4 separate regions of the Mus musculus genome follow, and all the other regions are linked to region 4. The links are chromatin contacts, called in public HiChIP or PLAC-seq and Micro-C maps. All regions are on one chromosome and are shown on one strand. The core of a region is the stretch at or near the end of the contact, and the rest is flanking DNA. Distances in the headings are between cores, read along the strand shown.

The links. Hi-C and Micro-C count contacts between places; a contact is called where the count stands out from the background. HiChIP or PLAC-seq counts read pairs in DNA pulled down with a chosen protein or histone mark.
Region 1: a Micro-C map of embryonic stem cells shows a contact between it and region 4, with 7 times the contacts expected there. The contact joins the promoter of Bap1 here to the promoter of Sfmbt1 in region 4. A contact is called at or near these places in 5 of 484 Hi-C or Micro-C datasets (embryonic stem cells, muscle stem cells and myocytes), 1 of 115 datasets of contacts at active chromatin or transcription factors (bone marrow-derived macrophages) and 3 of 9 other capture datasets (adipose tissue, liver and pancreatic islet).
Region 2: an H3K4me3 HiChIP or PLAC-seq map of bone marrow-derived macrophages shows a contact between it and region 4, with 3 times the contacts expected there. The contact joins the promoter of Capn7 here to the promoter of Sfmbt1 in region 4. A contact is called at or near these places in 4 of 39 promoter capture datasets (liver, pre-B cells and stem cell-derived epiblast-like cells), 1 of 484 Hi-C or Micro-C datasets (embryonic stem cells) and 1 of 115 datasets of contacts at active chromatin or transcription factors (bone marrow-derived macrophages).
Region 3: a contact with region 4 is called in an H3K4me3 HiChIP or PLAC-seq map of bone marrow-derived macrophages, with 6 times the contacts expected there. The contact joins the enhancer-like site here to the promoter of Sfmbt1 in region 4. A contact is called at or near these places in 3 of 39 promoter capture datasets (embryonic stem cells, hippocampal neurons and pre-B cells), 2 of 115 datasets of contacts at active chromatin or transcription factors (bone marrow-derived macrophages and large pre-B cells) and 2 of 9 other capture datasets (embryonic stem cells and liver).

Annotation. Positions count from the first base shown.
Region 1 is chr14:31,245,334-31,252,835 of GRCm38.p6, forward strand. Bap1 (Brca1 associated protein 1) reads left to right here and starts at 6,156. Exons shown (of 17, transcript NM_027088.2): 1 at 6,156-6,321; 2 at 6,417-6,446; 3 at 6,567-6,621. The coding sequence starts at 6,285. Phf7 (PHD finger protein 7) reads right to left here and starts at 5,982. Exons shown (of 11, transcript NM_027949.2): 1 at 5,372-5,982; 2 at 4,275-4,384; 3 at 3,662-3,714; 4 at 2,710-2,801. The coding sequence starts at 4,315.
Region 2 is chr14:31,331,350-31,338,298 of GRCm38.p6, forward strand. It overlaps Capn7 (calpain 7), which reads left to right and starts at 5,289. Exons shown (of 21, transcript NM_009796.3): 1 at 5,289-5,634. The coding sequence starts at 5,533.
Region 3 is chr14:30,103,404-30,110,601 of GRCm38.p6, forward strand. It overlaps Cacna1d (calcium channel, voltage-dependent, L type, alpha 1D subunit), which reads right to left. Exons shown (of 47, transcript NM_001083616.2): 21 at 4,383-4,442; 22 at 2,086-2,192; 23 at 261-348. Among named protein-coding and RNA genes, the nearest start is that of Gm52106, 34 kb to the left of the region's middle. Within about 2 kb of position 5,863, at least 6 of the 459 cell types and tissues checked have an H3K27ac peak or open chromatin away from gene starts, as enhancers often do. A contact at or near this core is called in bone marrow-derived macrophages, where this site is marked.
Region 4 is chr14:30,711,262-30,718,612 of GRCm38.p6, forward strand. It overlaps Sfmbt1 (Scm-like with four mbt domains 1), which reads left to right and starts at 4,354. Exons shown (of 21, transcript NM_001166532.1): 1 at 4,354-4,614.

The sequences.
Region 1 (7,502 bases), core at 4,906-7,405, 540 kb after region 4:
ATTTTAAGACAGTATAAAACCACAAGAATTAAGACAGTGGAGTGCTAGTATATTGATAGACACATATAGATTAATAGTATAAATAATTTTCCAGATCCACAAATATATATATATGGTCAATTGATTTTGATAAAGGCATCTAGGTAATTCAATAGTATTTAAGTACTACTTAGGACACACAAAAATTTCTCATCTAAAAGAAAAACTGATAAATACAACATCAAAATTAAAGAAATTTTAAGACATCATTAGAAATAAGATATAACTATATAAAAAGAATTTTTATCCAGAACATATAAACAATTTTTACAATCCAGCAAGACAAAAGACTCTACTTTCTTTTCTTCTTCTCTTCCTCTTGCTCCATTTGAGACAGGGTTTCTCTGTGTAGCCCTGGCTGTCCTGGAACTCACTATAAGACCAGGCTGGCCTTGAACTCACAGAGATTTGTCTGCCTCTGTCTCCTAGGTGCTGGGATTAAAGGCATTCACCACAATGCTTAGATCAGAATCTCATTTCTTTTAACAAAAGAAAATACTCATACAAATTAAATAAAAATTATGTGAAGTATTTAAAAATAGAAAATTAAACACATGAAAAGCTCAACATCTTTACTCCTCAAACAAGTGCAAATTAAGAGCACAACACAATGTTAGGCTGAAATGAAAAGGATGGACAATACCAAGACTTGGTAAAGAGCTGTCAGCTGGAACTCTCACACATTGCTAATGGCTGTGTGAACTGGTCCAGCAACCTTGGAAAGGTGACTTGGCAGCTTCACATACATGTCTACTCACATGGACCCAGCAATCCCACTCCTGGGCATCTGCCCAAGAGAAGGAGGAATGCATGTCACAGAAAGAGCTGCATGTAAATGTTCTTAGGTTTAGTCACAAAAGTCCACCAAACTGAAACAAATCAAATGTCTGTCTACCAACTGCTGAAAAGAAACTTCAGCATATCAAGCAATTTTTTTTTTGGTGGGGCCGGGAATCATTTCAGCACCATATGTGAGCTAGGCTTAATGGAATCTCTGAGTCCACAGTGGGAAAGAGATTAGAGGAGGCAGGAGAGAGGAGCTGACATGTGTAATTAGGACCCATGGTCAGGTCAGGCTCCTGCAGGCAAACTAGAGAGAGGGAGACAGGCCAAGCAGGAAGGGAGATTTCCTTAAAGGGTGGCAGTAAAGAATTCCAGGAGCAGAGTGAGGAGGACTCGGGGAAAGGGGCTGTAAAGGGGAGGATTCCATAGCAGAGGGATGAAATGCAGAGAAGGAACAGGTGAGCATTAGGACAGTGTCTTAATCTAAGGGCATCCCCAAGGGATCAGTGGACAGGTGTCCCTTGTCCACTTTGATGGGGAGCACAGGATGGTGTAGGGAGGCTTGCCTGGCATACTGGTATGACTTTTATAGCAGGCTCCAGACAGGGTAGGAAGCTCTCGGAGGACATTCAGTTGAGGGAGGAGTAAGTAGAGTAGGTAGAGAAATGGCTGGAGATGTGGACTCCAAAGTCAAATATAGTGGGTAGCAGGAGCCAGACGCTGCAAATGATATACACTCAGTTTGGTTACAAGGGACAGAGCCCCTCTAGGATGGGACCCTATGCCTCCTCCCATGTTTCTGCAGCAGATGTGAGTGAGACCACTGAATGAGAGGGCTATGGGTGCAAAGGAATGCTTATTGGAAATATGAACCTGCTGTGTGACGATTTCCCCTGTGATAGACAGAGAACATGGTAATAAGGACTTAGCTTTTGGTGAAAGGAAGGTGAGTTAAGCCTGGGAACTAGCTAGCATGGGGCTTTGATCTGTTGGAGGCTTGTTTAATAGGGAATCAGATGCCCTTTCTGGAGATAGGTTGCTGGGAGAGGGGTGCAGATAAGAAAATAAAGACTTTTCTTGACAATTAGAAACCCACTTTACCAGGTTTCCAAGTTTTCTGAGGAATGCTGATCTTAAGTAGCAATCCTTCTCTTTAACTGCTCAGAGTCCAGACTGAGCAGGGCCTAACAGAAAGAGTATAAACTATATGGTGTAAGTGGTTAAGAGTGCTGGACCATGTTTGAGTCGTAGTTATCCACATGGCATCTCACAGCTGCCTGTAACTGGACTTCTAGGGGATGCTCGCTTCTGGCCTCTGAGGGCACTGCATACACATGGTGCACAGACATGTACAGGCAAAGTACATAGTCATAAAATAAAAATAAATATTAAGATTGGTTCATTTTATTTTTCAGATTATCTTATTTAAAAAGTGTAAGGACAACCCAAACAAGTGTTTGTCAGAGGGAGGAAGGGAAAGAGAGGCTATGATTGTGAGAAGAGGTTTTGATTGTTCACGCTTTATACCATCAAGATTTTAGACCATACCATTTATTATTTTAAAAATGGATTTTAAAATATTAAAAACAGCTGGGCGTGGAGGTGCACACCTTTAATCCCAGCACTTGGGAGGCAGAGGCAGGCAGATTTCTGAGTTCGAGGACAGCCTGGTCTACAGAGTGAGTTCCAGGACAGCCAGGGCTGCAAAGAGGAACCCTGTCTCGAAAAATCAAAAAAAAAAAAAACAAAACAAAACAAAAAAAAAAACCAAAAAAAACAAAAAACTATATGGAGACAAACACGGCTATAAATTTAAGGCTAAATGCAAAAGCAGTTTGTATAACAAAAGTGGTAACACATTCAAAGCAAAGAGAGTCTTATACTTACAAGACAGAAATAATGGACACAAAGATTGTCTTTCTGAAGAAATTCTCCTAGTTTTTCAGGATCACCAGGTTCTTGAAGGCATAGAAGGCAAACTGAAAGAGTGAACATTAAGAATAAAGGAGTGACTTAAGTTGACCACTAAGAACTAAAAAGTGGGGGGCTGGAGAGATGGCTCAGTGGTTAAGAGCACTGACTGCTGATCCAGAGGACCACATTCAATTCCCAGCACCCACATGGTAGCTGACAACTATCTGCAATTTCAGTTCCAGGGACTCTAACACTCTCACACAAACATATACACAGGCAAAACATCAAAAACAACCTAAGATAGCAAGGAGTCTAGAGGCTCTTTTACTTACAAAGGGGTTTTTATCTAAATAAAATGTTCATAAGTAAACAAATATCCTAAGTTGGAAGCGCATTCACTACACGTAGCCTATCAAACACCAAAGCTCAGCAGCACAGCACATTGCAAATAGTTGTTTCCTATCGTGTTTGTACGGCTGACAAGGAGCTGTGCCACCACCCAGAACTGCAAGAGAGTATCATTAACTTGGGAAAAGATCGAAGTCCAAAATTTGAAGTATGGGTTTCTATTGAATGCATCACAATGTGAAAACAAAACAAAAATTAAAACCCTGTAGTCAGGAAGCATCTTTATTGACAAGAATAAAGGTTAACTCCTAGTGGGTATCAGGCCTTGAGGTAATTTTGGTCGCACTGACAGAGTAGGGTGTGACTAAGTACTTCACACTGTTTTGTTCTCAACTGGCTTTAACTAAATTCTTTCTTGAACCTCAGATACGACATGCTAAAACTTCAGACACCAAATTCTTTGGGACCTTAGAGAATCTGGGAAAGAAGTAGGGTTGGCAACGAAAGAGCACCATGGGAAGGGCCTTCTTTGTTAATGGCTGGAAGCAGGAACTCAACTCCACCTCCACTCTCTTACCAGGACTTGAAGACAGCTTCCTCTGTGTTACCTTCTTAGTCCTGATAGTTTTTCTATAGAAGAGAAAGAACAGCAAAAGTGTTGAGGACCCTGCTGACAAGCCTTCTACTTTTATTTTCTTTTGCCAGCTTCCCAAGTACACTAAAATGTCCCTGAAGTGCACTGTTTTCCAGTGACAGGCACTACTGTTGGCAACTATCATGAGTTTAGTTCAACACAACATTCTAAAAAGGGAGTACTATTTCTTTTTTGTTTGGGCTTTTGAGACAAGGTTTCTCTGTGTAACTACCCTGGCTGTCCTGGAACTCCCTCTATAGACTAGGCTGGCTATATAGCCGGCACTCAGAATTCCGCCTGCCACCTCTGAGATTAACCCTGCTCAGAGGAGTACTAGCTCAGGCACCACTGAGATTTAAATAGTAAAGTTCCACAGCTGCCACTGAGCCACTGGGGACAGCACTGGGAAGAGAGGAGGGCTTCTTGGGGGTGGGGGAAGGGCTCTGATATACGCTTTGTCACTCTCTAACCCTAGCCCAAGAGTATGTTAAAGGAAGCAGAAAATGCAGCGTGTATCAAAGGAATTTCCCCAACTCCTTCAGGTCACCTACTCTACCTCAATCTTGGATGTTTGTTTTTTTCTTTTAAAGTCTTCATTCGTTTCCGTCTGTCCTTCCTATCTAGAATTCTTCTGTGCTATTATGAAGATAATGCAGGCTTTTCCAGCTACAAACATAAACGAAATAGGTTAGCAATTTAATTTTACATTTGGTTATCAAGTTCTACAAGATCAAAGCAACAGTATACTTCTCAACTCATTTGATAAAGGGGTTATAGACAATATTAATGCTAGTGATGGCCAATAGTGATTAAATGGTTCCAAGAACCGTTTAGGCACTTAACAATAGGCACACTAATAACCCTTATTTTCAAGTTGAGGAGACTGAGTTAGAGAGATAAACGTCATGGCCAAGGTCAGAATCAGTGATCCTAGGTGAGATTTAATGATTACAAAAGCTGACATCAACTACGGTGTTATAATTTTATCTCATTGCAGTATCTCATTGGAACCGGGTCGGATAGATGGTTAAGAGCACTGACTGTTCTTCCAGAGGTCCTGAGTTCAATTCTTAGCAATCACATGGTGGCTCCTGTAATGGCATCTGATGCCCTCTTATGGTGTATCTGAGGACAGCTATAGTGTACTCATATACATAAAATAAATCTCTTTTTTTGTTTTGTTTTTCGATACAGGGTTTCTCTGTGTAGCCCTGACTGTCCTGGAACTCACTATAAGACCAGGCTGGCCTCGAACTCAGAAATCCGCCTGCCTCTGCCTCCCAAGTGCTGGGATTAAAGGCGTGCGCCACCACTGCCGGGTTTGGACAGCATTTCTTAAAAGACCTCAGTCAATTAGGTCCCTCCAGAGATATACTATACTTCAGTATCCAGAGCCTCAAGTCAAGGCTGGCGATTCTGAATCTCTTCATGAATGTCAGACTTTTCTAACTGCTAACTGCTTACAAGCCATCAAAACTTCACGCTAGCTTTTCCCAACACAGGAGATGCAGTTGCAGAGCTAACATCAGTTTGTTTTCTTACTAAACGTGGATGGGCTGAGATGGGTTGGAACCTTTCCGTGTCCCCACGGGGATCTACTTTACTTCCTAGTATGTTGGCGCTAAACCCGACTGTGTTAAAATAGAAATAAACCTTGAGATTTCAGTTCTTTGCATCGCTGGGACACGACGTTACTTGAGTAGTAGTCTGTGCACACTGGTAGTTATAAGATGGAATCTTCAAAACAGTTGAGGACGGTCGTGGCAAATGCAAGCTGCTCAGTCCGCGATTTCCTAACCCGGCGGATGCTCGCTCGAAACGCTTACCAAGTTGTATCACTGGATAAAAGTGTTGGGTAAATTAAAAATATATTAACGTGTTCGGTCCCGCCGCCGCAAGAATAAACGATTTATTTGGAAAATACGTCAGTGTGGCCACAACCGTCCCCCAAAGGTAACAGTCAGAAGAGGGCTCAAGGAGCATTCCGCGCATGCCAGGGCTCCCTTGCCGGGCGGCTGTGGCGAGGCCAGGCTGGAGGCTGCTTCCGCTGCTCGCTCTCACGGAAGCTACGGGCCACCGCTTTCAGCCCAGGCTGCCCACCCAGCTGTCGCCGAGGGCGCCGCTGTCCCGGAGCTTTAGTCGTTGACACAAGACGTGGTAACTACTTCACGGGCGGCCGCCCCGCGCGGTGACTGCGCCGTCGAAGGAGGCGAGCGTGCTGAGGGGGGATGGGGTCACGCGGACTGTGGCCAAAACGAGGACCGCTAACGGCCGCGCGCCCGCCCCGCCCTCCGCACGTGCGCGCCCTCGCCTCGACGCGCGCGCGCGTGCATGCCCGCCTCTGTCTCCGCCTCCGCCCCCGCCGTTCGGCCGGCGGAAGACCAGCCCCCGGGTTAGGCTCGTCGTGTGATGATGACGTTGTACGTCCGGCGCGGGCGAGTGACGCGGCGCGGCCCGTTGTCTGTGCGGGGCTGAGAAGCCCTAAGGGCGGTGGGCGCTCCCGGTTGGGGGCGGCGCGGGTTTAGCAGGGCCTGGACATGGCGCTGAGAGGCCGCTCCGCGGGAAGATGAATAAGGGCTGGCTGGAGCTGGAGAGTGACCCAGGTACGGAGGGGCCTCGGCGGGCCGGGGGCTGGGGAGGCCGGATGGGCCCCGGACGCACCTGCATGACAAATCCCTCTTCTTGTCGTCCCACCCAGGCCTCTTCACCCTCCTGGTGGAAGATTTCGGTAAGAACCCCGTTACCCACGACCTTCGGTCCCTGGCTGGTGTGGATGTGGGGGTTGGTCCTTGAGTTCTCGCAGCAGAGCCTGGGACTGCCCTGCCGACCTCTCCTTTCCTGATCGTAGGTGTCAAAGGGGTGCAAGTGGAGGAGATCTATGACCTTCAGAGTAAATGCCAGGGGTGAGTGGCTGGGACGCCCCCTTACCTCCGGAGGGCCGAGAAAGGGCAGGGGAATAGTACCCCATTCAAGGGAGGCAGTACTAGAAAACCTGAGCTATATAAAATATCACATAAGAAAGTGTCACTCTTTGTGGGTGCCCTCTTGGACTTTTCTTTTCTTCTCAGTCTTTCCTCAGTGTTTCTCCTTAGAAAGCTGTAGCCCTCCTTTTAACCCTAAGCACTCGTGGAGTACAGTTGAGCTGCCTTTCTGGTTTTGCAGCCGGAACCCTCCGTTGCATAGTGTTGCACCTTTTTTGTAAGTGTACAGTCCATTAATTACATCACCACATGTGCTGTGCCTTTAATCACCACACAACATTTGTCCTGACCATTAGTGGCGCTCTCCTCTAGTCCCAATGCTTGGGAGGCAGAGGCAGGCAGATCTCTGAGTTTGAGTCCAACCTACGCTACTTAGTGAGACCATGTGTCAACAAAACTGAACACAGTTGTCCTGTATTGATTGGTTAGTGTGAGAAGGCCTTTTTTAGGTACCTAAACTCAGAGTCTTGTTTTGGAAATCTATAGAATAGAGGCATAGAGAACCTAACTGCTTCCAAGGGAAGGAACTGGTTTGGGAGTTCACGCACTATACTCATTTTACTAGGACTGGAGGCCGAGGTCCACCAGTGAGTTGGTACTTAATTCTTCATCAACGTTTTTGTGCCTTTTATTGTGTCCCTACCTTGCTCCATCCTGGGCCAGCAGTTCCAGATTTCCTTCTTCTCTTGCCTAGACCTCATAGACCGAGTGGGGTTTGAGAGCTTCAGGCTCATACTTGACTGCCTGTGATAGGCTTCTGGGGTTTGAGGTCTCAGAGCCATGTTGGATACAGTTTGGTTAAG
Region 2 (6,949 bases), core at 4,039-6,538, 620 kb after region 4:
TTACTGTAGCTGACCTGCCTTCTGTGTTCCTCTGAGGCCAGAAACTGCAGTCTCTGGCACTTAGCACCTCATCCTAACATAGCAGAAGATTAAAGATTAATTGCTAGAGCCTTTTCCCTTTTGTCCAGATGCCTCTTGCTTGGCGGGCTAGGGGGAATTTTGAAGCAATAAACTTCTACTGAACCAAGAGAAGAGAATAACACTCTTGGAAGGAAAAACTTTTACATAGGCAAATATGCATAAACTCACATAAGTTCATTTGCAGATTCACATGTGTGCATTTATACGTTTCTATTCAAACCAATTAGGTCCAACTTGCATGCATTCTCACAATTACATACTTACACACACACACACACACACACACACACACACACACACACACACACATCCATACTTACACATGCATATAGAGCAAAAGACCAAGCGCCAGTGCAGAGAGAACTCACTCATTCTGGATGAGCTCTAATCTTTATTGCATAGAGAAATAAAAAGTTTCTACTCTTCTAATGCTAAATTAATTAAATTCAAGTTTGTAAGAAGAAAACTTTGTTCCTTTAATAAGACTAAGCCTGTCTTGTTATTAAGAAAGGACCTGTTCTGTCCCATGGTAAGGAGAAGCCTGCCTGTTCCTTCTGCTCTCTGCAGCTTCGTTTTTCCTCTTTTCCTCTACATTCTCCTTCTAATCTTGTTCTCTCCTCCTGCTCTGATGTCACAATAATGCTCTAACTCTCAATGCCTTTTCTCCCAATGCTGTGCCTATACTTCTAAGTTCTTCTTGCGTATAGTTCTGTCCAAAAAGTGTTCTGTCTAAAAACTTCTCCTCAGCTCAGTTCCTCTCTTGGCTCAGTTCTTCTCAGCTCAGTTCTGACTGTTTTTTGTCCTCAGCACTTAAACATCTTTCAGAAAACATAATCACAGTTTACAAAAGAGAATGTTTAAATGCATATTTATTAGGAGCGATTATTTGGCTAAACATCCATCACCTGTCACAGCTCCACAGGTTCATTGTAAGTTGAAAACTATAACTAAGTTACTAGTGAAGTTTTGTATAGAAAATCCCAGTCAATATTTTATCTTCTGTCCTAGCACCTATAATAAATTGTTAGTTCCCTTTTTATGACCTTTGGTTAGTTGTTTTACAACCTCTTGGAATGTCCTCCCAGTAGGAGAAAGTCTGGTTACTATATAATAGCGATTAACTGGGGACACAATTGGGAGACTGGCAGAGTCTCATTGCAGTTTTGACGATCAGAAAAGGACCTAATAGCAGCCCCACTATAAAAGAGCTTAATAATCACTGATATAATTTTAGGAATTCTTATAGGCTCATCATTAAGACTTAAGAAGTCATCTATTTGTCTATATAGCATCACTACAAGGCAGTACATCTTTGTAGATCTGCAGAGATCTGCTCCAAAGAGGTGGGCTAATGCCTAGTTATTGTTATATATGTTTAATATTAACAGGAAAAGCATATTAATAGCAGGAATCTTTCCTAAAATGAATTATCTTATGGCCTTGTCCAATAAGAGTGAATCTGTTACAGATTGTATTATAATATGAAGCAGACCATCTCAGGAAGATCACTTGCTAGTTATTAGCTTGTCCTATTAAGGCTCTTGACAGTCCATTGCCAGGGGAGTAGTCAAGATCAGTCAAGTGCTCAGGGATTGGTGGGTTTCTGTGGCAAGCTCGGGAATTGGTGGGTGTGGTGGTCTGAATATGCTTGAGCCCATGGAAAATGGATCTATTAGGAGGTGTGGCCTTACTGGAGGATGTGTAGCCTTGTTAGAGGAAGTGTATCACTGTGGAGTCAGGCTTTGAGTTCTTATATATATGTTCAAGTCTGGCCAGTGTGATCCAGACCCCACTCCTGGCACCAACTTCTGTTATAGGGTTTTAGTGCTATGAAGAGACACCATGACCAAAGCAACTTTTTTTAAAATGTATTTATTGTTATATGTAAGTACATTGTAGCTGTCCTCAGACACCCCAGAAGTGGGCGTCAGATCTCATTACAGATGAGCCACCATGTGGTTGCTGGGATTTGAACTCAGGACCTTTGGAAGAGCAATCAGTGCTCTTAACTGCTGAGCCATCTCTCCAGCCCCAAAGCAACTCTTATAAAAAGAAAACATTTCGCTGGAACTGGCTTACAGTTTCATGGGTTTAGTCTATTATTATGGCATGGCAGCGTGCAAGCAGACATGGTGCAGGAGGAGCCAAGAGGTCTACATTTTGATCTGAAGGCAGTGAGGAGACTGTCTCCTGCAGTGGGCTTTTCTGTTAAGAGATTAGTGGGGTTTTGGGCTTAGGGATTGGTGGGATTCTGTTTCTTGGCCCTGGTTTGGGGCTTGGGGTCAAGTCAGGAACAGGGTGTTTTTCCTTTGTCCTTTTTTCCTACAACAGTTGTTAGACAGGGCTCTCACTGACAAGCCATCACTTCAGCCCCTATCCATTCTAATCTTGATGACCATTTAGTCCTTTCCAATTCCAAGAACACATTGACAAAAGCATATTCATTTATGTTTTACAATGGACATGCACAGTCACTTCTCTTGCTTATGGCCTGGTAGTGGAGCTGATGAATCCAAAGCTATACTGCTTTTACTTTATAAGCCTTTTCAAAGAGGTTGTTCTAGTGATCTATCCATCAGCATGGAGTGACAGTGCTGATGCAGCCGTTGTTCCTGAGGCCCTTCCAACCCTGACATTGGCAATTACCAAAAGGTGCTGCCACCTTTTGGCTGGTGCCAGCTGTTTGTGTCACCTTGCTTTAACACTCAGTGTCTGGCCAACAGTATTTATAGAATGAAGTAATAAATTATTATTACTTAGCTGGGAACTTTAAAAGAAGAAGTAATGATATGACTAATAAACCATATTTATGAAGTCCTACCTATAATGACTTTTATATTTAAAAACCAACTTTACCAGGGTGAAATTTATAAGTAATAAACTGTAAGATTTTAAGTGTATAATTGAAAATTTTATATACTCATGTAACACCAACACTTTGAAAACTCAGTGATTCTTCCAAACAATTCTAGGCAAGCACTGACATACTCTTTCATTACCTATTCATTTTGTTTTCCCGTGAGTTTTAGAAATATAGGGTCAAAGAACGTACTCCTTTGTCCTTGCTTTCTTTGTTCAGAATAATATTTTTGAGATTCATCATGTTGTCAGTCATGAATCCCATCTTTGTTGTTGAGACATATTTCATTGTATAGATCTATCACGATTTGTTTATCCATGTACCTGTTTGTGAACGTTTTAATTATTTCTAGTTTGTAGTTAGCAAGAATAAAGCTTCATACACTTCTTGGCTTGATTTAACCTTTCAAAGATATATTTGAAGGCATCATCTTACACACCATGGGTATGTATACTTATTAATTACAAAATAAATTTCAATATAAAGCTGCTATGAGCATTCATGGCCTTTTGGTGGAAAAGCACTTTTTAAAAATTTTTTATGTTGAGATTTATATATGTGTATGAACATTTTGCTCCACTGTAGTCTGGTGTGTGACTGGTGTATGTTCTTGGAGATTAGAAGAGGCCATTGAAATTGGAAGTTCAGAGGTTGTGAGCCATTAGGTGGGTGTTGGGAATCCCTCCCCAATCCTGTGCAAGAATACATGCTCTTAACCACTGAGCCATCATTTAAACCTAGGGGAAAAATACTTAGCCGTAAAAGTACTTCCTGCCTTTTAGTTAGATTCATGAACATACTTTTGGAGCTTCATGAAACTTGGGAAATTTGGCAGGTAAGGACCCAGCATGTGTGAGTATAAGCAAATACTTTTCAATTGGTGAACAAACAAACAAATGTGTAACTACCCATCTGCAAGATCATTTGTCTGTCTCATGATTCATTTGTGAGGGGCCATCCAAGACTAAACACTAAGAGCTTCTCTAGGGGATGGTGACATGGAACAAAAGCCCCTTCAGGGGATTGGTATGAAGAAAATCTTATTGCTAAGGCTTGAGATTGTAAGAATGGAGGAAGGGGACGACAGACATTCATAGCTGGCACAAGCAAGGTGGAGGGTCGAGACACACATGATGCTCAGGGATGCTGACCACAGCCTCTTTAGCTGTACACTGACCAGTTTCAGTAGTAACATCCACCCCATTGTGACCTTGATAATGAATATCCTGAACCACCAGCATGAGCATCACTAAGGAGTCTTTCTTGAGCTTGAAGACAGCTGATACCACTCTAGACTGGATCACAATCAATTCAACTCCTTTTCTCTCTCTCCCTGAGACAGGTTTTCTCTGTGTGGCCACACTACTATCCTGTAATGAGCTCTGAAGACCAGGCTGGCCAAGCACTCAGAGATTTGCTTCTTCTGCCTCTGGAGTGGTGGGATTAAAAGCGAGCACCACAGCCAGGCTCACAATCAACTCTTAGCAATATCTCCAGCTGATTTGTGTTCATGTTTGCACGGAGAGTGCTCCACTACAACAGACATATGCCTCCTGGGGTCGTTCAGGGTTTTTGCTGTGTAGATCATGCTGGCCCAGTCCTCTTACCACAGCCTCCAGACTGCTGGCTTACAGGAATGTGTCACCATATGCTGCGTTAATGTTTCTTATGTGTGGGATCATACAGTGTATAATTTTGTCAAGACTTGCTACTTTGACACAGCATGGATTTTGAATCTCATCCAAGTTCTGGCACTTGCCATTAGTTAATTTTCATCACTGCTGAATTCAAACTTTTAAGGGGATAAAAGAAAGCAACCACACTACCATTTACTATGTAATTACAACCTTCAACTTGCCCTAAGATACAAGTCAAAAATACATCATCTGGTTTGTAGACAATTCAAACAATACACTTCGGTGTGCCTTGGGGAGCCGTAGAAGGTCATACTTTAGTTTGTCAAATGAACATTACCAGAGCATCTCAAAAGCACCTCCTAGCCTCATTTCATATCTTTATTTCTAATTAAACCAGTTGGCAATACGAGGTGCTACTGATTGTTTCTTTCCGCCTACCCTTCTCACTTAGCGGACCAAGGGCTCCATAACGCGCATGCTCCTTTCAAGCCATCCCCTGATTCTCTCCAACAACCTCCTGGGCACTGGCACCTTCTTTCTAGCAGGCGGAAGCGGAGCCCTCAGCTTCGCCCTGGCACCTGCTTCCTCTTGTCCAATCCCACTGGACATTGTTCTGGCCCCGCCCACCTACGATCGCCTTGAGCCCCGCCTGCTTCGGCGGGAGCGCTCCCCCTCCCGGCCGGGGTCGACTGCGCCTGCGCAATGCGGCTGATGGGCGGAGCAAGGACGCGAGGGGTGGGGGCGGCCGCGAGGGCTCCGAGCCCGGGCTGCTCGGAGCTCGCAGTCCTCCGGGCGGGTCTGAGGTAGTGGGGCTCCGTCATCTCTTCCGCCGCCCTCGAAAGTAAACTTTGCCACTCCACCCGCGGGGTCCCCAGTTCTCGCCGCAGTGCCTCCGGGCGTCGGGGTTCCGCGTCAGGGCCTGTCTGCCTCCCCCGGCGTGGGGCCTTGGGCGCCATGGACGCGTCGGCGCTGGAGCGGGACGCCGTGCAGTTCGCGCGGCTGGCAGTGCAGCGCGACCACGAAGGCCGCTACTCTGAGGCGGTGTTTTACTACAAGGTGAGGACAAGCACTCGGCTCCGGCCGCGTCACCCGATCGAGTGTTGGCGGAACCCAAGGCGGAGGGGCGGGGTCCTGCTGGGGCTGTCCGGCTTGTCAGGCCGCAGATGCCCGCCGCTTTGCTGCTTGTGGCGGCCGAGGTGGGATGGGGAGTGAACACCCTGTTCGCTGTCTGTTGGCCTTGATGCAACCCTTGATGTGAGGCCAACCTTGGGTAATCCGTCAGAATATGCTAATAGTGCACGTTCCAGGTAGAAAGAAAAAGTAAATTAGGAAAAAAATTCATCGTACTCTAGCATTCGATGTATGTCTCCATGATTGTTTTTCTGAGTGTATGTGTGTATACACGCCTTCTTACCCCCAAACTTGAATCATATCGTTTGTACTATTTTGACATCTCACTTCTGCATTGTACCTAGATAACCTTTGGTTGCTTGCATGTGCTACGTTTACAGCATGTTCTGTATTTGGTTGTGGCTTTCCAGCATTGAAGTAGTGCAGTTAAAATCCTTAGAGCTTTTTTTTAAAAAAAATGTGATACTTGTTTTGGATGATGGGGAGCACAGTTGCTTGTCAAAGGGTATGCACTTCCGCAGTTCATCCTGTGTTCTCCAGTCCTGAAGGTTTGCAAACACACCCCTCCAGTTGTATCGTCATGATATGGGCATCTTTTCCTTGATTATACGGAAGTAGTAAAAATTTCCCCCTTATGCTTACGTGTTATCAGTAAAGCGTGGTTTGCTTTCTGCTAATATTTTACTATTTTTATTTTAAAACCTACCTTATATTTAGACACTTTTGTTTTAGGATCATTCGTTTTAAGTTTCTTAATTTTGATTTTACAATCCTACCTCCCTACCACACCCGAGTGTGTGTGTATGTGTGTGTGTGTATCTGTCTGTGTTGTGTCTGTGTCGGTGTCTCCCTGCCCTGTCGCCCTCGTTCTCGGGGTTCTTGCTATATAGTGGAAGCTATTTTTAAATTTGTCTTCCCCTTACCTTAGCCTTCCCATTGCTGAGATTTACAGGAATGTGCCACCATGCCTGACTACCAGGTGATAGTTCTTTAAAAGAAAATTCTGCTGTAGTTTTGTGAAACAACTTCAGCAAATTCTAAGTCAGCAAACTACTACCATATAGCCTAGTGTGGTGGCACCTACTAATTTGCTTTTAAACCCTCCCACCCCCAGTACAGTGAGGTAAGAGGATCACTGAATTCAACCTGGCTTAGGCTACATTGTAAGACTTTCTCAATGTAAATAGCCTTTTCTAAAACTAAAGATACTATGTAACTTTTTTTTTTTCCTTTTAGAAGT
Region 3 (7,198 bases), core at 4,613-7,112, 610 kb before region 4:
AGGCTCTGGGAGCTGACTCAGCTCCGAACAAATGCTCGTGCTCGCGCTAAGGCTCAGCAAGTGTTCTTACCTACTGAGTCTTTTGTCTTTCATCTTTAGAATGATGGTATGTGGCAGAAGCAGCCTTTTTGGTTTTTCTTTTGGTGGAATTGTTCCACTCTGAAACCCAGCAGGCCTCAGTTCACCTCCAGACAAGAACAGTTAGTAACTGCAGCCATCCCCAACCCAAGACAGCCCCACTCAACAGAGAGGGTCAATACCTTAAGTCCCTTTGCTCTGTTGATTGCTCTGAGAGGCCGCAAGACCCTCAAAACCCTCAGAATCTTCACAACGGAGATGGCGCTGGACCTAAGGAGGGACAAAGCAAGCAAGCGGCTGAGTTACAGCTGGTTAGGAGCCCGGAGAGCAGTTGCTTAATGTGATCATCTCTTAAAGACACTTCACAACTGTGTGGAGTCTCTCTACTCCTTTATGCCATAAAGCGGGCCTCCTGCCTCCTGTGGGACCTGACAGAGCCCCTATTTTAGGCTTACAGTTGCCTTTTTGGAGAAATTTTCAAACTTTGTTATGTTCATGTAAACACTAGGTTCCTGACTTCTAGATTTTCGTGTTTAAGTCTGGGGAACCGTGCTTTGGTACCAGAGCTTTTCTGGCCTTCAAGTAGCTACATCCGGTAGGAGGGGTGAGCACGCACACCTGGGGGTGGGGGTGGGGAATTGCAGTATGCTCCTCCAAGGTGGGGAAGATATGGTGTGACCACAGGGGCAGATGAGAAGGCCTCTCAGGGAGGTGGTGCCAAGTGAGTCCCAAGGGAGCAGAGAGTTAGCTGACAGAGGGGGGCAGCAGCAGTGCATACTGAGGCAGCTGAGCCTCAGCACCCCAGATGTAGGGGTGTGGCTGGAGCACAGGCCTTGGGGATGGGGGAGTGTGCAAAGAAGAGAAGCCAGAAAGAGTGTGGACAGCTCAGAGCCGTGAAGAGACTAGTCTGGAGTTTCTACCGGGAAATGAGCTCAGAGCTTAGGTTCCCAGGCATCGGCCAGAGGGACAATGTCAGGCTGGACTCTGACTGGGTAAACAGAAGGACTGGCATCAGATAAACAAAACCCTAAACTTAGCACTCCTCAGGAGCGGGCTTTAGTCAGTCAGGAAAAGCTGCTACTTCCTTTATCTGTCCCCATGGTCAACAGACAATGGGCATGTAGCTGCTGACTTACCTGACCAGCCTATAACAGAACAAAGCCCCTTGCTAACTCTCAGGCTGTCCTTGCCCGAACCCACCCTCCTATCACTACCTGTCCCCACAAAGCTGACAAGGCTTTTCCTGCAGCCCGATGTTCTCTGCCCCTCGGCCTGACCCCCTGACCACCTCAGATACAGCCTAGGAGTTTGATTCCCAAATAAACTGTCTTTCTTCCCACAGAGTGGCCTAGTTCTGTGGTTTCCCAGTGCCTGGCTTACATTTCTCTTCAGGTTCCTAGAGCTAAGGGGCTGTGTACACGTGTGCACACATGGGACAGCTCGGGAGCACAGAAGCTCACAGGCCAGCAGAAAGTGAAATGAGGCCACAGAAGACACAAACTCGGGTGACTGCCCCGGGTACTGCACAGGGTAAAAAGGCAGTGTTCAGCTTCACCAGAGACTCTTAAGTGTCCCCAAGGTCACCGCAGCTGTCTATCCTGCAAGCACAGGGAGAGGAAGGGATCCCAAGAGACCACCAAGGCCAAGCTTTGCCTGCAGTGAAGGAAAACTGCCACCCTGAGAAAGGATGCTCGAAGTCTTGGACCAGGCCTGAGAAGAACCCTATTTGTCCTCTACTAGTCAAACTGTCTTTCTTTCATCTGCTGTTGAAAGCTAATTCTGAAGAGAATCATAAACTCAACCTAGCAGTAGGCATAAGGAAAAAGAAAAAAAAAAAAAGAAAACAGAAAAGGAAAACAGAAATAGGAAAATACAAATGGCCCCAGCTCTTTCTGGCCCAGGGCAAATTAAGCCGTTCTGGCTGTAATCAGCAGACAGTGCCCAGCCTGAGCAAATTAGGTCTAAGTTCCCTATGTAAACTCACTCTACGGACACATAAATACTTACTGAATCCCAAAGGACACCAGCGACACCCCAACAACCAGCATGTCCAGCAAATTGAAGTAGTTCCTGCAGAAAGCCCCTTTGTGCAAGAAGGCTCCAAAAGTTGTCATCTGTAAACAGAATCGCGTGGCGTTTATTCTCTCTCCTCCCCTCCAGGGTTCAAAACCAACCGAGCAAAAACCTGGGCTCTTCCCAAACTCTTGGCAGAAGTATGACCTCATTAATGGCTGCACACAAGGAAGACAGATGCACACCAGCAGGGCTGAGTGACTGTGTAACTTCCTTCAGCAGAGATGGAAAGAGGCAGCCAAGTGTAGGCACATTTGTAAAGAGACCAATTCAGAGTTTATTCAAATAGGAACAGAACTCTGGCACGTCCAAAAAGCCTGTGTAGGGAGGGACTGCTCCTGACTATGTTTGTGGGAAGGCCTTCACTGCTTCACACCCGAGCTTACCTATACAGTGCTGGTCTGACGGCTCTAAGGCCACAGAGCACAAACGAGTTTCATTGAACCTTCTCGGTGGGAGCCAGAACTCCTGATGTACTTTCCAGCCTTAGTGGCTTTCACACTCCCAGCTCTGGTTACTCTCTAAGCATTGGCTACAGCAAGCAGGCTGTTGGGTGACATTACGGCCAAGCTAGTCTTGGTCCCACTGAACACCTTGTTTAGCAACAACACACATAGTGAGGTTTCTACTGATGATAGGAAGAGCTCAACAAGGAAGTTCTCTGGTGGGAAAAATACAGTGGGCTGGGCGTGGTGGCACACGCCTTTAATCCCAGCACTCGGGAGGCAGAGGCAGGTGGATTTCTGAGTTCGAGGCCAGCCTGGTCTACAAAGTGAGTTCCAGGACAGCCAGAGCTATACAGAGAAACCCTGTCTTGAAAAGCCATAAAAAAACAAAACAAAAAAACAAAACAAAACAAAACAAAAAAAACCAAAACAGTGGTAAATAGCCCAGGCTTTTATTTGCCAAAGCCCAGAGTGAGTAACAGTTCAAACAGGCAGACAGAAAAGCAGAAACTCAATCAACCAGGCTAATGGCTCTATGGAACACATTCCCTAATTCAGCTTGAGGGAGAGGCAGCAAATGGCAAAAACCAAGAACCTGGAGCAGGGACTTGGCGCATTTTGTGCTGGTTTTTTTACCACGTAAGCCTTGGCCACTGCTCTGCTCAGCCCCAGTGTAGAGGAAACGAAAACCAAACCCACTGACCTACAGTTAGGCAAGAAAACCCTAACTTTTATAAGATTTGAACATATTTGGAAAGGGTGGTTTTGAACGCATTGGCAACATCAGTGCCACAACAGGGCAACTCCCTGTGTTCCTTAATTGGGGTTTTGTCAGTGGAAGCTTTTGTGAGGAGCCCAGTCCCTAGTTGCCCAACATAAAGAACTTGTTTTAGATGCACACACATAAACCTCAAAATACTTCAAAGGCAACTGTAGTAACTTCATTTCCCAGCTTCTCCTCATAAGGAGTTGGCTGTAACAACAGCATCTGAAGGCTTAGCTTCTGGAGGCTCCTAGACCTCTGCTGTGTCTCAGGAAGGAACTCCCCCATGGGGTACTCACAGTCGGGACACAACACACGCAGTGACACCACCTGGTAGGCCATGCACGGGCAGTTCATTCAGATACACCTTTGCTCTGTGCAAATGTAAGCCCGTCCCATTGAAAGAGACACAGAACATCTCCACACAAGTAGACCCAGCATAGCTTGCAAGACCCATTGCAAGAGAGTAGTGAGTTACTATTCAAGGACACAGAAGCCACCATGTAGTCCCAGGAGCAAGGGGACAGTGTCTCCTGCCACCTCACAGGTGCTTTTCTTCTCACTCTGATGTCAGGAAGGGGAGAAGGACGTTCACACAGAGTGCTATATCCATTATTAGTGAACCAAATTCAGAGGATTTTTTTTTTTAAAGAACAAAATGCAATTCCAACTAGAATGTGAAGCCAACATAGCTTCTACATGCACTCAAAGTTAAAGAAAAACTGCAAAAACACGTTGGAATGGCCACAGGTGAAAAAAAAATCCTATAGTTTAAAAAAGTTCAGCTTGATCACAGAAGAAAAAAAAAAAGCTCAAAGCACTTCACGCATCTCTCCTGTGCTTGAAGCACAGGAGGGGCCGAGGTCAGAGGAGCTGGCCGGCCTGTTACCTTTAAAATGATCTCAAAAGCAAAAGTACCCGTGAAGACGTAGTCCGCATAACCTAGTATCTGGAAGGGAGGCAAAGAACGCAACCATTACTGCTGTGGCTGCATAGAGGAGGGTCAAGGAGAAATGTATTACCTTTAACAGGATTTCAACCGTAAAGATGGCTGTGAAGGCATAGTCAAAGTAGCCCAGTATCTGCAAGGCACAACACACAGCAGTCAGCCCAAGGATGCCAGATTCATGCCCAAGAGCAGAACCGCCAGCTTCTGTCCAGAGGCCCTTCTCCAGGCAGGACAACCTGCTGCTCCCATGGGAAGGCTGAGACACTCAGAAGGACCCCTCTCGCCCACCCATAGCTCGTCTTTGCAACCACCAAGGAATGTTGGGGAGCCTGGCTTCCTTTACCCACTTCGGCTGACTGGCTTCCCAGGCTCCTATTGTGACCCAAAGGGACTTGTTTCTGAAAGTCTTGTGTTAATAAACTTCCCTCTGCATGGGCTCCCAGTGGGTTGTAGCACCTGATAAATGAGACTCACACACCTTTGGCAGTTTTGAACTTGAATGAAATGCTCTGCTATCTAGCTGTGCCTCATATTGGTGAAGAAATACAATGTCAGTGAAGGAGTCAAGGGTGCCAACCAAGCACAAGGCCCCGGGGATCTATTCCCAGCACCATATGGCTACTGTTTTTAATTATAAAAAGCATAAGTAAAAATGCTAATTGCATCAAATGAAGTCAGAAAATTTCACGTGTTCCTGTCCACCCCGGACAATGTAATCATCAAGTAATGTCCTGAACCCACCCACATATGCTGGGATGGCTCAGTCTGTGACCATGATTTGTACTTAGTGTCTTCCTCCTGCCACGCTCTGTAAACTCTGCTTTCTTTCAAGGCTGACTCTGGCCTTTCTGGGTCCATGCAAAGACTATACTGACGTAGCATTCCAATTTTTAGTATAGGCTGCTCTATTGGCATTCCTGAAAATGTCACCTATTATCTATAAAATCTTCTGAGCTCCTGACGCAAGGTTCTTGATTTTTTTTAGAGCCACTAAGACTCAGAATCAGGGCAAGTGGGCCAGGAACAAGAAGTCCAACCACCGCAACAAGCTTACTCATAGTGTGCTGAGGACCCCATGACTCTCAACTGGAAAGATATCAGGCAAAACTGCCAGTACACAAGCTTGTCCTGGGTGCTGATCTCATGGATATGTGTGCTGTGGCTTTATTGCATCTGTCTGTCTATCTATCTACCTATTGTCTGTGACACATGCATATGCCACAGTATATGTATAAAGGTCAGAGGACAACTTTTAGCTATCAGTTCTTTTCTTCTACCATCTGAGTCCCGGGAAGTGATCTCAGGTGGCCAGGCATGGTGACAAGTGCCCTTTGCTACTGACCTGTCTTAGCAGCCCATCTATGGTTTTGAAAGAACTGAAGATATTGGTGTTGGAAGGACTGTAGAGACCATTTGGCCTAGGGCAGGGACATCTGCTCAGGCCACAAAGCCAGTCACAGGCAAAGAGGTTGGTGGGTGTAGTCCAGAGTCTGAGGGCTTTGTTATCTCCTTTATAGGAGTCACCGCTGGAGCATGCAATACCTCTCCTCCACAGAAGGGGGAGCTGTGCGTCTCTTCCATGGAAGTAGGGGAGCTCTCCTCAGAGGTAACCCTGTCCCAAACTTCCCATTTCTGCACTACTAGGCAATGCTAGAGCAGCTTTGCCTAACTGTGTATTTTCTAGTCAACTATCAGCCCCCTGCCCCCACCTTTCCCTCATCCTCTCTTCCCACACTGAAAGTACCTGGCAGCCACACTAATGTGGTACCCAGGGGCCAATCCCAGTTCTTAGACTTAAGTACTTTCTTCATGTGGCCTCTACTCCCCTTGTCACTAGAAACTCAGCTATTGCTAAAATGAAACTCTGTAGTGTTATAACAGCAGCACACACCCGAAAGACAAGGAAAACCAAGGAACTGAATACTGGGAAAGAGACGATGACACACTTAACCTGCACTAGCCCCTGCCCTGTGACATCATGATTAGTCTCTAAACACCCTCCTGCCCTGTGCTCCATTTTTATGATGGAGCTCAAGGACAGAGGGGTGTGTGTCCACTCCGTTTAAATGCTAAATGAAGATGGCTTGGGGGATCTCAAATCAAAGCTGAGTCTGTGAGGATGGCCTGAGGCAGGCTCACTGCCTTCATCTTTATAGGGATGCTCCCTGAGCCACTGGGAAATGTCCCTTCCGTATTCTCCTGAGAGCATCCTTTCATCACCAATAGGTTTGCCAGGAACTGGAATGGGGAGCTATAACGTGAAGGCGTGGTTACTGAGACAAAGCCTGGCACTGAGCTGCTGGCATAAGAGGTAGGCTGTGCTTATGCTGCCTCTCCCGGGCAGTACCTCGGCAGCATCAGACACTGCCTTTCAAGATCCAGATGCGATGGCCAACGGGCCCATGGCTGTCTGAACGAGTCTTTGGCCTTTGCTCAGTGCTGAGTTAGATGAACTGCTAGGGAAGAGATCCTGAAGCAAAGACTAATGTAGAAACAAGTATCTTCTAACACAGATACATCAGTGCCAAGCCCTATCCCTGTTTTGCTGTGGATGTCTGTATCTGAGTCAGCTGCTGGGTGGAGACTTTCAGGGGACAACGTGTTCCTATCTGCAAGTATAACATAGTATCATTAATAGTCTCAGATATTGGTGATCTTTTGCAACATATTCATACTCAAAATAGCTCCATTGGGAGACAAAATCAAATCCAACAATAGCAACAAATACACTGACTTCTCCAGCATTAGCTTCCTTTGAATTTTACATTTTTGGGGGAGAAGGGGAATTGGTTTTTAAAGGCTCTGGGCAGCCTGATAGGGAAAATTGAATGAGAAGTGTATCCTTAAGCTATGACGCTGGGTGAATAATCAAAGATGTAACTACCGCCT
Region 4 (7,351 bases), core at 3,104-5,603:
ACTCAGAAATCCGCCTGCCTCTGCCTCCCAAGTGCTGGGATTAAAGGCATGTGCCACCACCGCCCTGCCTTGGAGAACCTTTATGGGGAGGGTATCAAGACCCTAAAGCAGGCGGCCATAAGTTACCCTGTCTCCATGTGCCTCTTCTAAGGTTGAGGAGCTGGGGCTGGTGAGGCAGTTCAGTGAGTAAAGGGGCCATGAGCCTGATGATCTGATTCAGTCCTCAAAATCTATACTGTTGCAGGAGAGAGCAACTCCTTCAGTCATCCTCTGACCTCTATATAGGTGCTGAGGCACACACTCACCCCCCCATATATACAAAATCTATACGGTTGCAGGAGAGAGCAACTCCTTCAGTCATCCTCTGACCTCTATATAGGTGCTGAGGCACACACTCACCCCCCCCCCATATATACATATAAAACGTTTTAAAAGAGTCCAGGAACTGGCAGCCCTTGTGGCCTAGCTCAGTCTCTCATTGAGGATGGCTTGAAAGCTCCTAGTTTGTTGTAGGGAATGCAAGCAAGGCCCATCCAGAGGGACTCTGGAAGGGACACACACACACAGGCACACACACACGCACACACAAGCATGCACAACCAAAGACAGGTGTTCAAATGGTAGTTTGAACAGTTCCTTGCGCCTCCTTGCCCTTCTTCATTAGGGGTCATGAGGTGAGCAGTGGAGAAATACTGGAGGCAACAAGAGAGTTGGCTTCTGAAAGTTTGTATTTGAATAAATTGAAAGACAGCATAGGTGGTGGCTGAAAAATGAAATGTTATATTTTATCTGTCAAAACCAGTTCCTCTATTAATGCAACTCCAGTGTCAGCTGCAACCCTATGTGGGGGCGTGTGTGAAGAGACAGGGTCTTCCCATGTAGCTAGCACTGGCTGTTCTGAAACTTGCTAAATAGACCAGGATGGCTTTAATGAATGGAGGTCTGCCTGCCTCTGCCTTCTGATTGCTAGGATTAAAGGCCTACACCACCATTCTTGGCTCACATCTTTGTTTTTTTAAAGATAGAGTTCTGTTATGTAGGCCTGGCTGACCTGATACTCATAACTTTCCTTCTGGGACCTCCAGGTGCTGGAAAATCACCTCCACTGGCCATACACCTCCACTTCCAGCTCCAACCTTACTACTACTACTCGTACAGCCACCTTTGGCTACAATTATTATTATTATTACCATCATTATAAGTGCTATTGTACAAAGAAATGGGTTCACTGCAACTTTCCATAATTTACTTCTTTGGAACAGAAGACATGATTAACAACAGTAACTCACATTAAGCATTTACTATGTGCCAGCCATTGAACTTGTGAGGTGGTATTACTCTGATCCCCATTTATAAACCCAAACTGTCAGGCCTGACTAGGCAGTAACTTAGGTCACAGGGCTGCTCATTGTTGAGCCTTGTTTACTCTCAAAGCCCATGTTCTTTGTTCTTTTTAGACTTTTTTTTTTTTTTTTTTTTTTTGAGACTGGGTTTTACAGTGTAGTCTTGCTGTCCTGAAATCACTTTGTAGACCAGAGATCTGCCTGCCTCTGACTCCCAAATGCTGGAATTAAAGGGCTTTATTTATTTTTAATTATGTGCCTGTGTGTGGGCATGAACATGTGAGTGCTGGTGTCTGAGGCACTGTATCCCCTGAAGCCCAAGTACAGTCTGAGGTGAACTCCATGTAGGCACTGGGAATTGAACTTGGGACTCCATGTAGGCACTGGGAATTGAACTTGGGTCTCTTGCAAGGGCAATATGTACTGGTAATCGTTGGGCCATCTTTCCAGCCCTGAAACCAATGCTCTTAATCCTTCTATAATTATAAGGGCATGTATGGGCATGTAAACCCTATTTTAAAAAATGTTCTTGGACTGGAGAGATGACTCAGCGGTTAAGAACACTGACTGCTCTTCCGAAGGTCCTGAGTTCAAATCCCAGCAACCACATGGTGGCTCACAACCATCCATAACAAGATCTGACTCCCTCTTCTGGAGTGTCAGAAGACAGCTACAGTGTACTTACATATAATAAATAAATAAATCTTTAAAAAAAATGTTCTCATGGTCGAAATTGACCCTTGTCAGATGTAAAAACTATTTCAAAGAACCAGTAGTTATAACTATACAGTATTTGCTGAAATCAAGGTCTATGGGAGGAACTGGATGATTCTGAAATACACAATCCAAAAGCAAAAGTTTAGCAAAAAATGTAGGTTTTGCTAAGCAAAAAACAAGGGGAAATTATTTAATAAATGGTGACTGCATAAACAATAACCATTGTAATAGAGGAAGGAAATTAGATCTACATTTTTATCTATTTACTCCAAAACAGAGCAAAACTAAGATTGGATAGATGATCTTAGAATAATAAAATATGCAAAGAAATTATACCAGTAGACAGGTGCATGAAAGCTCACTTTGTTGGCATTCAACAATGAAAACAAAAACAAAAACAAGTAAACAAACAACCAACACCCAGAGGACTAGAATGACAGATGAACTGTAAACTAAAGCAAAAAAGAACATCAGACAGGGGCAACATTCCCTTCAATAACAAAAGTGAAAGATCCTTAAAAGAAAAAAAAAACTTTTTTTTTTTAAGTTAGAAGAGATTCAACTCGAGACAATAGATATGAACAACAGGTTATGTACAGAAGGGGAAATACAGATAGCAAATGGGGAAATTTTGAATGTTTAGTCATCCAAGAAGTGCCAAATAAGGTCACCTTAAACTAGGCATCATTCAATGTAGGGGAGAAAAGTTGTCCCTCAGTGTTTAGGAATGTGCATTCAATTCCTTACACTCTTCCTTGCTGGTGAAAGAACTGGGGCAAGAGAGGGCCATTCACAGCTTTCTACCTAAAAACTTTCCCATTCCTAGAAACTCAGCTCATCTGTGGACCGCATGGATGTGTTAGCAGACAACTGCAATGTAATAAAATACACAAGCAGGAACTATATACCTTAAAAACGACCATGCAAACAAAAAATGTTAGTCATAGTAGCAAATAAATGAAAATGTGTGCTTGCAAGCATGTATCTATGAAGAAGGGTTTTTTTGTTTGTTTGTTTGTTTGTTTTTTGTTTTTGGCCGGGGCGGGGGGGGTGTTGGGAGGGGGTGGGTGGGAGCTCAAATTGTGTAGCAATAATTGAATATCCTTTTATATTCTTCTTTATTTTTTTTTCTTGTTACTTTGTCTTTTCAATGGTGCTTACACTTACAAAAAGAAAAAAATCATCTGGCGTTTGTAATGTGCATATTTCCCAAGGTTGCCCAAAAACATGAGAAAGATGCTAATGGGAGCATCCCAAGACCTTCGTGTGTGTGTGTGTGTGTGTGTGTGTGTGTGTGTGTGTGTGTGTGTGTGTCTCGCCTCCTCTTCTCTAAAAGAAAGGAGTCTTCCTTGAGTAGGAGCCCCTGACTGAGGCCATCTTAGGCTGGAGAGTCTGGTCTCATTGGCACTCCGGGATCCCACAGGCGCTGGGATTTTCTTCTGAGGGAACTTTCTGGAGCAGGTGGGTGTGCTTCCTATTGACACCTGTGCTCGCTGAAGAAGGGTTGAGTAGCCGAACGTAACTGCCTGTGGGCACCTTCCGATTCGAGGCTGATTCACAGCATTTTTGAGCTTCTCCTGAAGCTCTTAGGTCAACCTGTGCCCCTTTGCGGCAGGACAACTCATTTACTGAGCCTGGACATGAGGTACGTAGAGGCGTTCGAGTCGGACTCGGTAGACGAGCACTAGAGTGCCCTGCTAGATCTCAAAGAACGTGTAGGATTCCCGACGTGGTCCGGCGGGCGGGCGCAGCTCCCTCGGCCACGGTATGCGCCCCTTGGGGACCTGCAGAACTGCTGCCTCTCTGCTAATACCATCTTGCTCGAGGTGGTCACGTGCGGGCTACAGTGGCGCGCTTCGCCAGGGACGGATGGATCAGGGACTTCGCGGGGTCCCGAGCCGCTCTGTCCAGAAGCCCGAGGTGAGGTCTTTCTTTCCAGAATCCCAAGCAAGGCCAGGACGCGCCTCCGGAGCCCGAGGACGCCGTCTCCAAGCCGTTCTCCGTCCATGGCGCCGTCGGGGATCAGAGGCTCACGCCGCGACGCCCAGCGCCACGGCCTCGCGGGTGTCTTTCGGCGAGGTGCGGACAGGGGGACGCGAGCAAAGCGGCGGGTTATGGACCCGGGCCCGCGGACGCGTCGTCTCCCGTGCAGCTCCAGCTCCGCGAGCCGGTGGGCTTGGGGAGGCCGGGTCGGGAGTGCCACGCGCGCGAAGCGAGGGGCGCGGGTTGCCGGGAGGGAGGACCGCGGAGCTGGGGGAGGGAGTGGGGGGGCCGCGGGCGCATGCGCCTTGCGTCCGTGCCATATTGGAATGAGTCGGAGCGCGGAGCGCCGCCGCCGCCGCCTCCGCCGGAGCGCGGGTGCAGGGGGGCGGGGAGAGCTGCCGGCCGCCCCGCTCTGCCGGGCTCAGCAGGAAGGAGGGCGCGAGCAGCGCGAGCGGAAAAGGCGCCCCGCGCGGGCGAGCGCCAAGAAGGAAAGAAAGAAAACCGAGCGAGCGGGCGGGCGTGCGAGCGAGCGGGGAGAGCGAGCAAGCGCGCGCGCGAAAACTCCCGTCAGGTAAAAAAAGCGGGGCGGCCGGCTGGGCCTTCCCGCGCGGCGGCCTGAGGGGTGGTGCGGCGCCCTCCCAAAGAGGCCCAGCAACTTTGCCAGCGGGAAGCGCCGGGAGCCAGCGGGCAGCGAGCGCGCGATCTGAGGCGCCAACGGGCGGCGGCGGCGCGTTGGGCGGGGGGGACGACTGGAGTGGGTGGGGGGACGCGGCGCCCGCGCGCGCGGCCTGGCGCGGTCCCGAGGCTCGGCGCGTCGGCCGGCGGGGGCTGCGGGGACGCGCCCGGGCACCTCGCGGACGCGGCGGAGGCCGGCGGCGCCGGGAGAGAGAGAGAGAGAGGGAGAACGGGCGAGCGGCGCGCGTCAGCCCAGCTGGGCGCGAGAGGCCAAAGTGGCCGGGTGGCGGTAGCGGGCTCCCAACTTGCAGGCTCCGGTCCCCTGCCCCCATCGAGCGGCCTCCCGCCGAGCCCCCGCGGACCCGCCCCCCCGGGCTCGCTCCGGGCGGGGCGCGAACCCGCAGCCCGCGCGGCCGCTCAACTTCTCAGGGCCTAGGCGGCGGCGGCAGCGGCAGCAGCAGCAGCGGCGGCGGCGACAGCAAGCGCGGTGGCCGAGTCTGAGCCTCCACCGCAACCGGTGGCTCCGGCCTCTCAGGCGCTTCGCCTGGGGAGGCACCGCCGCCCGACCCCCTGCGCGGATCTGGGGAGCGTCCTGAGGCCGCTCGGCAGGTCCGTGACCGTTTCGTTTTCTGTTCCCAAGTCTTGTTTTGTTCGCTGTAAAGACGCTGGAGGGGCGAGCCCTGTGTCCTGGGAAGCAAGGCCTGCTCTTTGCGGAGCAGAAAAGCCTTGTGAGACTCGGGATAAATTCCCGCGGAAAGGATAGACGTCGTGTTAAGTTTCCCCCCCGAGATGCCAGCTGTTCGCGTGGGGTCTCAAACTAAGCTGTCAAAGCCAGGTCATCTTTAGAGCTTGCGGTGCAGTGGGGTGGGACGCGTCCTGTAGGGCTTTTTTTTTTTTTTTAACTTGGTGGGCGCTCTTCCCCGCGGGTCACTCACAGCAGTTACTGGCCCCAAGTGGTGTGTGTCTTGTGATTGCTGTATTCATCAAAAAGATCTGAAGGAAGTAACATGGAATTAGTCATTATCTGCGTATGGCCTCTCCTGAACCGCGATTTTTAAGATGTCATACTTTATTTCATCTGAAGCAAAATGAATGCTTTGAGCGTGTAACTGTTGTGTCAGCTGTCTAGATGGGGTGGAGGAGGAGGAACGTGTTTTCGTAAGTACACATTGGGGCCTGTTAACTCGCAGCAAATGAACTCTCTTAGGCCACAGGTAGAGTCAGAGTTCAGATTTGTTTGCAGTGTCAGGAACAGCCAGTTGGAACTAGAGGGACCTGAGAGAAGGAGCCAGTTGTGTTATAAGGTTATTACTCAGTTACCATTGGCGAGCCACTTTATCTTTGGGTAGGTGTCTTACCCAGTGTAGTTTTTTGTTTTTTGTTTTTGTTTTTTTTTATCTTCCTTATTATTTGCAAAAGTGGGATAAGTAGATCACCATGCTTTGGGTTCTAAAATTTGGAGACTTCTTAAAATGAGATTTTAAAAAAGTTTTGAAAGGTTCTATCTACATAAAATCACTCACAATATGTGTCTTTTTAAAAATAGATTGGAAAAAACATCTTGTTAGCTAAATCCAGAATAATTCTGTGGACTTTATTTGAACACAGACTTTTAAAGAAGGCATTTCAATATATTTAAGAAGTTACACCTTTCACAGTTTAACAATGAAATCGGGAAAGGACAGTTCGGCCTTGTTTTACATATGCATAAGTCTTGATGGCCATATACACATTAAGATACAGAACAGAGCATTTCCAGCCCTCCCCCCACCAAGGGATTCCTCTAATTGAGTAAACACCTGCCCTTTCCCTAAGGCAACCTCTGGCCTGACTTCTAACTCAACCAATGGATCTTGTCTGAAGCAGGACCCTTTAGAACGTGAAAGGGCAGTATTAACTATTGAAGGATAGCAGGTATCCTTGGAGATGTCATTTTGGTCCTGATGCTGTACTGGTGTAGGGTTCCAGTATCTACAGGGTCTTAAGACTATGACCTTTGGTCTTTGTGGTCAGAAGGACTCCCCCCCCCCCCCAAGACAGGATTTCTCTATATAGCCCTGGCTGTCCTGGAACTCACTCTGTAGACCAGGCTGGCCTCGAACTCAGAAATCCGCCTGCCTCTGTCTCCCGAGTGCTGGGATTAAAGGCATGCGCCACCACACCACTGCCCGGCTTCAGGAGGACATTTTTAACTGAGCAGTTTTTGGTGTGTTAGGATTGTGGTTTCTGGGGGTCTTTATGTTTATAGTCGTTATATTATTATATCATTTCCCATTTTGGGATACAGATTTGTAGAGAGTAGGTTTGAAGGAAGAAATTATGAATTTTTGAACAAGTTAAGAGTTAAAGGTGTCAGATGAATTAATTTTGTTAAGCTTAGAATTTGCAAAGACAATTGAATGAAAATTGATTTTTTTAAAAGTCTAGTGAATTCATAATATGGGTATACTGCTTTAACTACCTTTAAAATGACAGTTTTTTTTTTTTTTAGTTTACTAATATTTTCTTTGTTTGTTTGTTTGTTTTTTGAGACAGGGTTTCTCTGTATAGCTCTGGCTGTCCTGGAACTTACTCTGTAGATCAGGGGCTGGCCTCGAACTCAGAAATCCACCTGCCTCTGCCTCCCAAGTGCT